2 separate regions of the Pan troglodytes genome follow, and region 1 is linked to region 2. The links are chromatin contacts, called in public HiChIP or PLAC-seq maps. All regions are on one chromosome and are shown on one strand. The core of a region is the stretch at or near the end of the contact, and the rest is flanking DNA. Distances in the headings are between cores, read along the strand shown. Region 1 holds the start of TTC14 (tetratricopeptide repeat domain 14). Region 2 overlaps PEX5L (peroxisomal biogenesis factor 5 like).

Evidence for each region. HiChIP or PLAC-seq counts read pairs in DNA pulled down with a chosen protein or histone mark.
Region 1: a contact with region 2 is called in an H3K4me3 HiChIP or PLAC-seq map of stem cell-derived excitatory neurons, with 7 times the contacts expected there. The contact joins the promoter of TTC14 here to the enhancer-like site in region 2. A contact is called at or near these places in 4 of 7 Hi-C or Micro-C datasets (blood, induced pluripotent stem cells and stem cell-derived neural progenitor cells), 1 of 1 datasets of contacts at active chromatin or transcription factors (stem cell-derived excitatory neurons) and 1 of 1 other capture datasets (stem cell-derived neural stem cells).

Annotation. Positions count from the first base shown.
Region 1 is chr2:183,773,839-183,777,521 of NHGRI_mPanTro3-v2.0_pri, forward strand. TTC14 (tetratricopeptide repeat domain 14) reads left to right here and starts at 1,656. Exons shown (of 13, transcript XM_003310128.6): 1 at 1,656-2,046; 2 at 2,514-2,638; 3 at 2,746-2,945. The coding sequence starts at 1,886. LOC107970850 (a long non-coding RNA gene) reads right to left here and starts at 1,762. Exons shown (of 5, transcript XR_010155393.1): 1 at 1,602-1,762.
Region 2 is chr2:183,116,226-183,120,003 of NHGRI_mPanTro3-v2.0_pri, forward strand. The region is part of intron 1 of PEX5L (peroxisomal biogenesis factor 5 like); the gene reads right to left. Among named protein-coding and RNA genes, the nearest start is that of PEX5L, 95 kb to the right of the region's middle. Within about 2 kb of position 1,681, at least 11 of the 24 cell types and tissues checked have an H3K27ac peak or open chromatin away from gene starts, as enhancers often do. A contact at or near this core is called in stem cell-derived excitatory neurons, where this site is marked.

The DNA.
Region 1 (3,683 bases), core at 406-2,905, 660 kb after region 2:
AGGTCCTTGATCACAGATGGACTCTAACACAAATCACATACTTATCAAGATGTCTATAATAATTTTTAGTGGTCAGCCTTCCTTTTCAGTGACAGCACTCTTTCCTAAAAACAACCATTCTCTAGAGTTATGGCTTAAAACAAGTCAGTCTGTACCATTTATTAAAGTTGATATGCCTATAGAAGCTTGAAATTTATTTATTTATTTATTTATTTATTTATTTATTGAGACGGAGTCTCCCTCCAGCGCCCAAGCTGGACTGCAGTGGCGCGATCTCAGTTCATTACAACCCCCGCCTCCAGAGTTCAAGAGATTCTCGTGCCTCAGCCTCCCGAATAGCTGGGACTACAAGCATGAGCCACCACGCTCGGCTAATTTTTGTATTTTTAGTAGAGACGGGGTTAGGCCATGGTGGCCAAGCTGGTCTCTGAACTCCTGACCTCAAGTGATCCGCCCTCGGCCTCCCAAAGTACTGGGATTACAGGTGTGAGCCACCGTGCCTAGCCCAAATTTATCTTTTACAGTTGCATTCTTGTTTGTTGCATTTTCTCAAGTCTCAAACTGTTTACCTATTTGCCTGGGTTTTCCACAAAACAGTGTGGCAGTATCGATTATGTTCTGGGCTAGATCTCCCATACAAAAGTGGTAACACAGTGAAGGGCAAGTTGATTTCCTCAAAGACACATGGTGGGAAGTGGGGAGACTAACTGTCACCGTTTATTTCTGTTCAAGAGGACTATACTGAACTATTTACACTGAACATATTTAAATGGTACAAGTTTTATACTGGAATAAAACGAAGCTACCTGATCTCAAAATTAGGGTTAGTTAGACCTTCCGTATAAAATACTCAATCCAGCAACTCTGCCTGAGAAGACCAATTAATACTTCGTTTGGAACTCTAGCCTCTTACTAGCTGTGTGCCATTGAGCAATTTACTGGGACTCTCTGAGCATGTTTCCTCGTTTTCTAAAATGAAAAAGTACAATAGCTACCATAGTGGTTAGGTTCTCAAGTCAATAAGTAAGGGGATGGGGGACCTAAGTTGAAATTCCCTTTGAAAATCACTTGAATTGTCCATAAGAACAGTATATTGACTTTTGCGTACATATCACTATACAGTAAGTCCCACAGACACTAAATTTGGAGCAACCATTGAGATAAACTAAATAAGAAATGCATGTGTTCATTAGTTATTGTAAAACTTGAATGGCATATGCACATGTGGAGACATTAAAGCCATCCTGGTTTTAGAATTCACAATCACTAACAGTAAATGGGGTATGGATGGAGAACACCACTCCAGGTGCTTAACAAATGTCCGTGTCCTTCCTTTCTTCTGCCCTTTAAACCACCTGGAAACCTTCCCGGAGCAGCCGGTTGAATGGGGTTACGCCAGAGACACAGGTATTGATTTACGCAGAGAGTACGTCGAGGGAAGAAGCTTGGAAACTCGTATAGGGTTCTTACCCTGGCACTGGCACTTAGAAGCACCTTGATGAATACGAAAAGGAATTATTATTTACCCTAGGTTACAGCTCGAGCTATTTCGACGTAATAACGATCCCACGTACACTTTAAAAAGCAAACTTCTCACATACATCACTTCCTGGAAGCCCTAGTCAGCCTTTAGCCCAAGCAATGCTGCGCCCAATCCTTCGGCCTTCCGTAGTCTCGCTCGGTTTCGCGAGATCGAGGCTGAGCTCCGCCGCGCCGCCGTGGGGGCGACCCCAGAACACTTCCGGGTGTAACTGGTTGTGCTGTCTGTGTACTTCCGGCAGCCTCCAGACGGTTTCTTCCGCTTCCTGTACCACCTGGCTCAAGTAGCGGACACGGAACCGGGGACTATCAGCCCGTCGGCCTCCGGACCCTACAGTCTCTAGCCATGGACCGGGACCTTCTGCGGCAGTCGCTAAATTGCCACGGGTCGTCTTTGCTGTCTCTACTTCGGAGCGAACAGCAGGACAATCCACACTTCCGTAGCCTCCTGGGGTCGGCCGCCGAGCCAGCCCGGGGCCCGCAGCCCCAGCAGCAGTTGCAGGGCAGGTAATGAGACGTTGGTGCCACGGCGCCACGGAAGAGGGGACGCAGCTCTGGCAGCCACTACCGCAGCCCCGGGTTTGCGTCTAGAGGAAGTGGAGCCGCGGCCATGAGCACAGGAGGATCGCGCGCTGGTGTCTTGGGCTGGGTGACGGGGGACGCTCCTGGGTTGTGCAATGCGGGATGCGGGCTGAACTTTTTCTCTGGCGCTGCTTGGTAGAGGCGCAGATTCCTTAGCTAAAAATCCCTTGAGCTTTCCTATCTGAGTTGGAGGCGTCACTTTTTAAGTTTCCCCGCTCTCCACCTCCAGGTTGGTTAATGAGGGAATGCCTAGTTAAAACTTTTTGTCTGAGGTTGTATTGTCTGCAGCTTAGGATGGAGCGGAATAGGCGATGAAAGCCATAAGCAGAAGGTTAGAAGTAAAGAGGCTTTGCAGATAACCCAATTTTCATATATATTTTTTTCTTTTTAAGAAAAGAGAAGAGAGTTGACAACATCGAGATACAGAAATTCATCTCCAAAAAAGCGGATCTGCTTTTTGCACTTTCCTGGAAATCAGATGCACCTGCAACTTCTGAAATTAATGAAGACAGTGAAGGTGAGTTTAGCCTTAAAATCTTTAAGATTGCGGTTCGGTTTAACAGTACTTCAGGTGAAACGGAACTCAAAACTATCGTTAGTGATTTTGTTAATTTTTTTTTTTAGATCATTATGCAATCATGCCACCTTTAGAGCAATTCATGGAGATACCTAGTATGGATCGGAGAGAGCTGTTTTTCCGAGATATTGAGCGTGGTGATATAGTGATTGGAAGAATTAGTTCTATTCGGGAATTCGGTTTTTTCATGGTGTTGATCTGTTTAGGAAGTGGTATCATGAGAGATATAGCCCACTTAGAAATCACAGTAAGTTATTTTTGTTACTTGGATTGCTTCTGTTTTTGTTAACTCATCTCAATGCAAGAACTATATCTTTGCATGCGGTTGTGCTCAAGTATACCTGCCAAGATACTTTTGGAAATTAAATGTTAATTGGAGAAAAATAGTTTAAAAAAATTAGTGAAAATTACCCAGTTTCTCCCTCCATTTCTGGTTTTTGGGATTTTTTAAATTTAAACTGGTTGGCAGGCACAGTGTTCTTTTCTAAATGCTCAAAGAGGTATCAGTGGACGTGGTGAGGTTGATTGATACTCAGACTTATTTCTTGTAGTTGAACATATGTATTCTTAATTAGTTAATATTTGGCATTGTGTATTTTCATGTGGATAATTTGGAGAGAAGTTTCATTTATATATTTACAATAATTAAATGTAAGTGGTTTGTACATTATATTAAGATACTTTGCCCAAGATGGATAGTCCTGAATTTAAACTAATGTGTCACGATAAAAGATTGGGTATTTGCCATCTATCCAGGCAGATAAAAAGGAAGAAAAGCAGAAGGTATTACAGACTGGATAACAGACAAAATACCTTGGAGAATTGGCATTTCATTTTCACTGGAATCCTTATACCTTTTAGACAAATTTTAGTTTGTTTTTGATGCATGTTGTATACTGTCATAAGCCATCATATTTGGTTCCTAAACTAATGGAAAGTTTCATGAGATTTTAGTTTTTTAACTGAACCAGCAAACATATTTTAC
Region 2 (3,778 bases), core at 431-2,930:
GGTACAATAGTGTGAACTTACCATTTTAGTCCAAAATAAGGATCTTCTAGCACGAAAAGAGAAATAAGTGACCTTTTACAATGTTGAGAGGTTTTAAAAATGTAAGAAACAGGAGGGGAAGAGTCTTGAGCTACCTCTTTTTCCCCAAATCATTTAATGAGTGCTTAACATGTGCCAGGCGTTATGGTAGGCCAGAGGTAGAAAAGATGAATAAGCTATAACCAGTGGTCTTTCACTTTCAAGAAGATTGAAATGTAACAGTAGTGGCAGACACAGTGGATAAAATACAGTGCAAATAATAGCAAGTGGTAGAAGTATGTGAAGGGTGGGGCACAAGATTAGAGCCATTTATTGTGCGCCAAGCTCTACTGTAAACATTTTAAAATTTGTTTATTTTATTGTGTTAAAATATGCATAATATACATTTACCATTTTGCCGATTTAAACATGTACAGTTCAGCGGCATTTATACGTTCACATTGTTGTGTGATCATCTCCACACCTTTCCCCCAACTGGAATTCTGCAGCCATTAAACAAGAACTCTTGCCCTTCCCCTCAGCTCAAAATTCTCTACGAGGTACTTCATATATATGGAACCATACAGTATTTTTCCTTTTGTGTCTGCATTATTTCATTCACCATGATGTTATAGTAAGCATTCAACATTCAGTACTTCATGTAATTCTCAAAATAACTTTATCAGGTTGGTGGCATTTCCCCCATTTCACAGATGAAGGGACTGAGAATCAGGGAAGGTATTTGTTCAAAAGTCACTGTCAATAAATAGCATAGTGTGAATTTGAACGCCAGTCTGTGCGATGCCAAAATCCAAGCTCCTACCCACAACATTGATTAACCTGGTAGAAAAGAGTGAGTAGAAAACTTTCCAACACAGCTCATACTAGTTATAAGAATAGAATATTTCTCACTTTGAAAATGAGATTATTTGGCCAGGCCCAGTGGCTCACGCTTGTAATCCCAGGATTTTGTGAGGCAGAGGCGGGCGGATCACGAGGTCAGGAGTTCGAGGCCAGCCTGGCCAACACAGTGAAAACCCGTCTCTACTAAAAATACAAAAACTAGCTAGGCGTGGTGGTGGGCGCCTGTAATCCCAGCTACTTGGGAGGCTGAGGCAGGAGAATCGCTTGAACCCGGGAGGCGGAGGTTGCAGTGAGCTCAGATCGCGCCACTGCACTCCAACCTGGGTGACAGAGTGAGACTCCTCAAAAAAAAAAAAAAAAAAAAAAAAAAAAAAAAAAAAGAAGAAGAAGAAAAGAAAAGATTATTTATCAGCTTTTCAAAGAAAAGGTTGATTGGAGGAAGAGGATCTGGATTTAAAGTTCACTCTGCTTTTTACCACTGGAGGAAAAGCTGTTGCCGTCTGTATGTACTTCTAGTCTATTGAACCCTTCCAGAAACTGGCCTCCGGACTGAAATTAATTGTGACAGCCCTTTCTGCATCTTCTCCCAAGAAGCCTGGGCCTCATTTCTCCTCCTAGGGCTCCTTTTCGTGGCTGCTATTTCTGCTGCTTTGTTTTGGAGCACTTTGCACCTGGAGCCTGAGGAGGGCCACTCCGAACCCGATGTCCCTCTCGCGGCTGTTCTGGCGTGGGATGTGTCTGCAGTTGCCAGAGCAATGACAACACTGCGGGACCGCGGAGGCGGCTGGGCGGGGCTGGAGCCTGTGACCGCGCCCGCTGCGCGCATGTCCAAGGCCCCAGCGCTTCTGCGGGGCGGCGGCACCGGTAGGCACTCGGAGGCGCGGAATCTCCTTTATCTTGAATTCTTTGGTCCTCACCTCCCTCCCACTGCACCCGGATTCCCTCTCTCGACCCAGGCGCATGAGACGGATGGTTTCTTCCCAGGACTCTGCCTTCACTGGGACGCACACATGGAAGACAGTGGACTGGGACAGAGTTCACCTGTCAACTGAGTCTCCTGTACACTCGACCCTGCTCCAGCCCTTCAAGGCCAGCTGCCTGTTGATGGAACAGGGAGTTAGCATGTGTGGTGACCTGAGCTAGAACAACCAAAGGACGCAGCTTTCAGATTGATCTTTTCTTCCTCTCTCCATTTTGTCCTCTTAGGTTACATATAGTAGACATAATGGAAAGGCCATATTACTTTGGCATCAGGAGGCCTGCGTTCCAATTCTGGCTCTGCTACTTATGAGCTATGTGTCCTCCAGCAATGCAGTAATGTCCTCTGAACCTGTTTCCTTATCTGTAAAATGGGGATAGTAACAATACTAACATCCAGTGTCGTTGTGTGACAATCAAATGACGTAACATATACCAAAGCACTTGCAAAAGTAATGAACTATATGAGTTGAATATTATTGTTGTTATTATTATTTTACTATATTTACTTTTAGAATCCTGCTTACTTTCCTATTTATGGTAGATGAAGATTGCTCTGGATTTCAAGCAAGCATCTTTATATTAGATTAGCGCTATCATCAGCATTTGCACTGTATGAACACTATGCCCTGTATGGCCAGCAGCCACCTTGGCAGTGGGGAAACAAATCATTCCATCTCTTAGCACAGAGATTCTTATTCCTTGTATAAGTGAGTGAATTGCTCATTTGTTGCACAATTAATCACATCTACTTCCTCATTTCCTAAAATGAAATCATCTAATGAATTGGATGAATAAAGAGGAAAACTGGCTTTTAATTCATTTATCCAAAGTATTTAAATGTGTAATAATTAGCCTGCAGTAAATTATTGTGAGGAGAACAGAAACTCATGTCCAATTAGTCAAATCCTTTCCTATAGAATTTAGGTATGGAAATTCAGTTTCTGCTCACTGGAAGCTAAACTTTCTGGGAAGCTGAATGTGGTCTGCATTCTGTGTGCAATGTTTTATTCCACCACGTGGAGAATCACAATAAGACAGCAGAGGCGGTGAGCACTAAGCACGTGACATCTGTGGCCCGCTGCTGTCATTATATATGAGAGAGAAAAACAAGGCTTGAATTCTTAGACGCTTAAGTCAGACAAAGGTCTCTTGAAGGACTCAGTAACAATTCTCAACACAATGCTTAATTCTACCAATTGTGCTCCATCTCCTTTTTCCTTTCCACATCAGCTATTCAAATTCCCTGGGTAAAGCAGAAGGAAGCAGGACCAGATAAGGCTTCCTGGTAAAACTGGGTAACTCACACATTGAGGACAAGTGATGCTTACTCTCAATGGGGCTCTCTCAACAAACTTGCCAGAAGAATATGCCCTCTCCCCCCCAAAAAAAAAACTGAAAAAGTTTATAAACTTATATTCCACTCAAATTACAATTAGAACAATTTATGAATTCAAAGGCTACTTTTTAATATAGAAACAGGTCATCATGATGTCTGGGTATTTCATCAGGAGCCATTACAAATTTTAGGGAATGGAGGGAATATATCAGAAATTTTAGAAATTTTGTGTCCACAAATCTCTGTTGGAAGAGCAACTATTAACTCAGATGATAGCAGACTGCTACTTTCAGAGATGCATAAAAGATGGGAGGTTTACACTCAATCCAGCCTTCTAAGAAGAGACTTTTGCTCAACAAAAATCAATAGACACTATGGTCCCCACTAGAAAGGCTCAGGTAGTCTGGGGACTTGAGTTCAAATCCAGTCTTGGACACTCAAGCAGTTTCCTTAACCTCTCAGTCTTACAGCTCACCATTTATGATAATGGGGATAAAAATGGCTATCTCACAAGACTGTTACGAGGAATAAATGAAATGCCTGGAAAGGTCTAACATGGCCTGGCAGAGACCAGGAGCT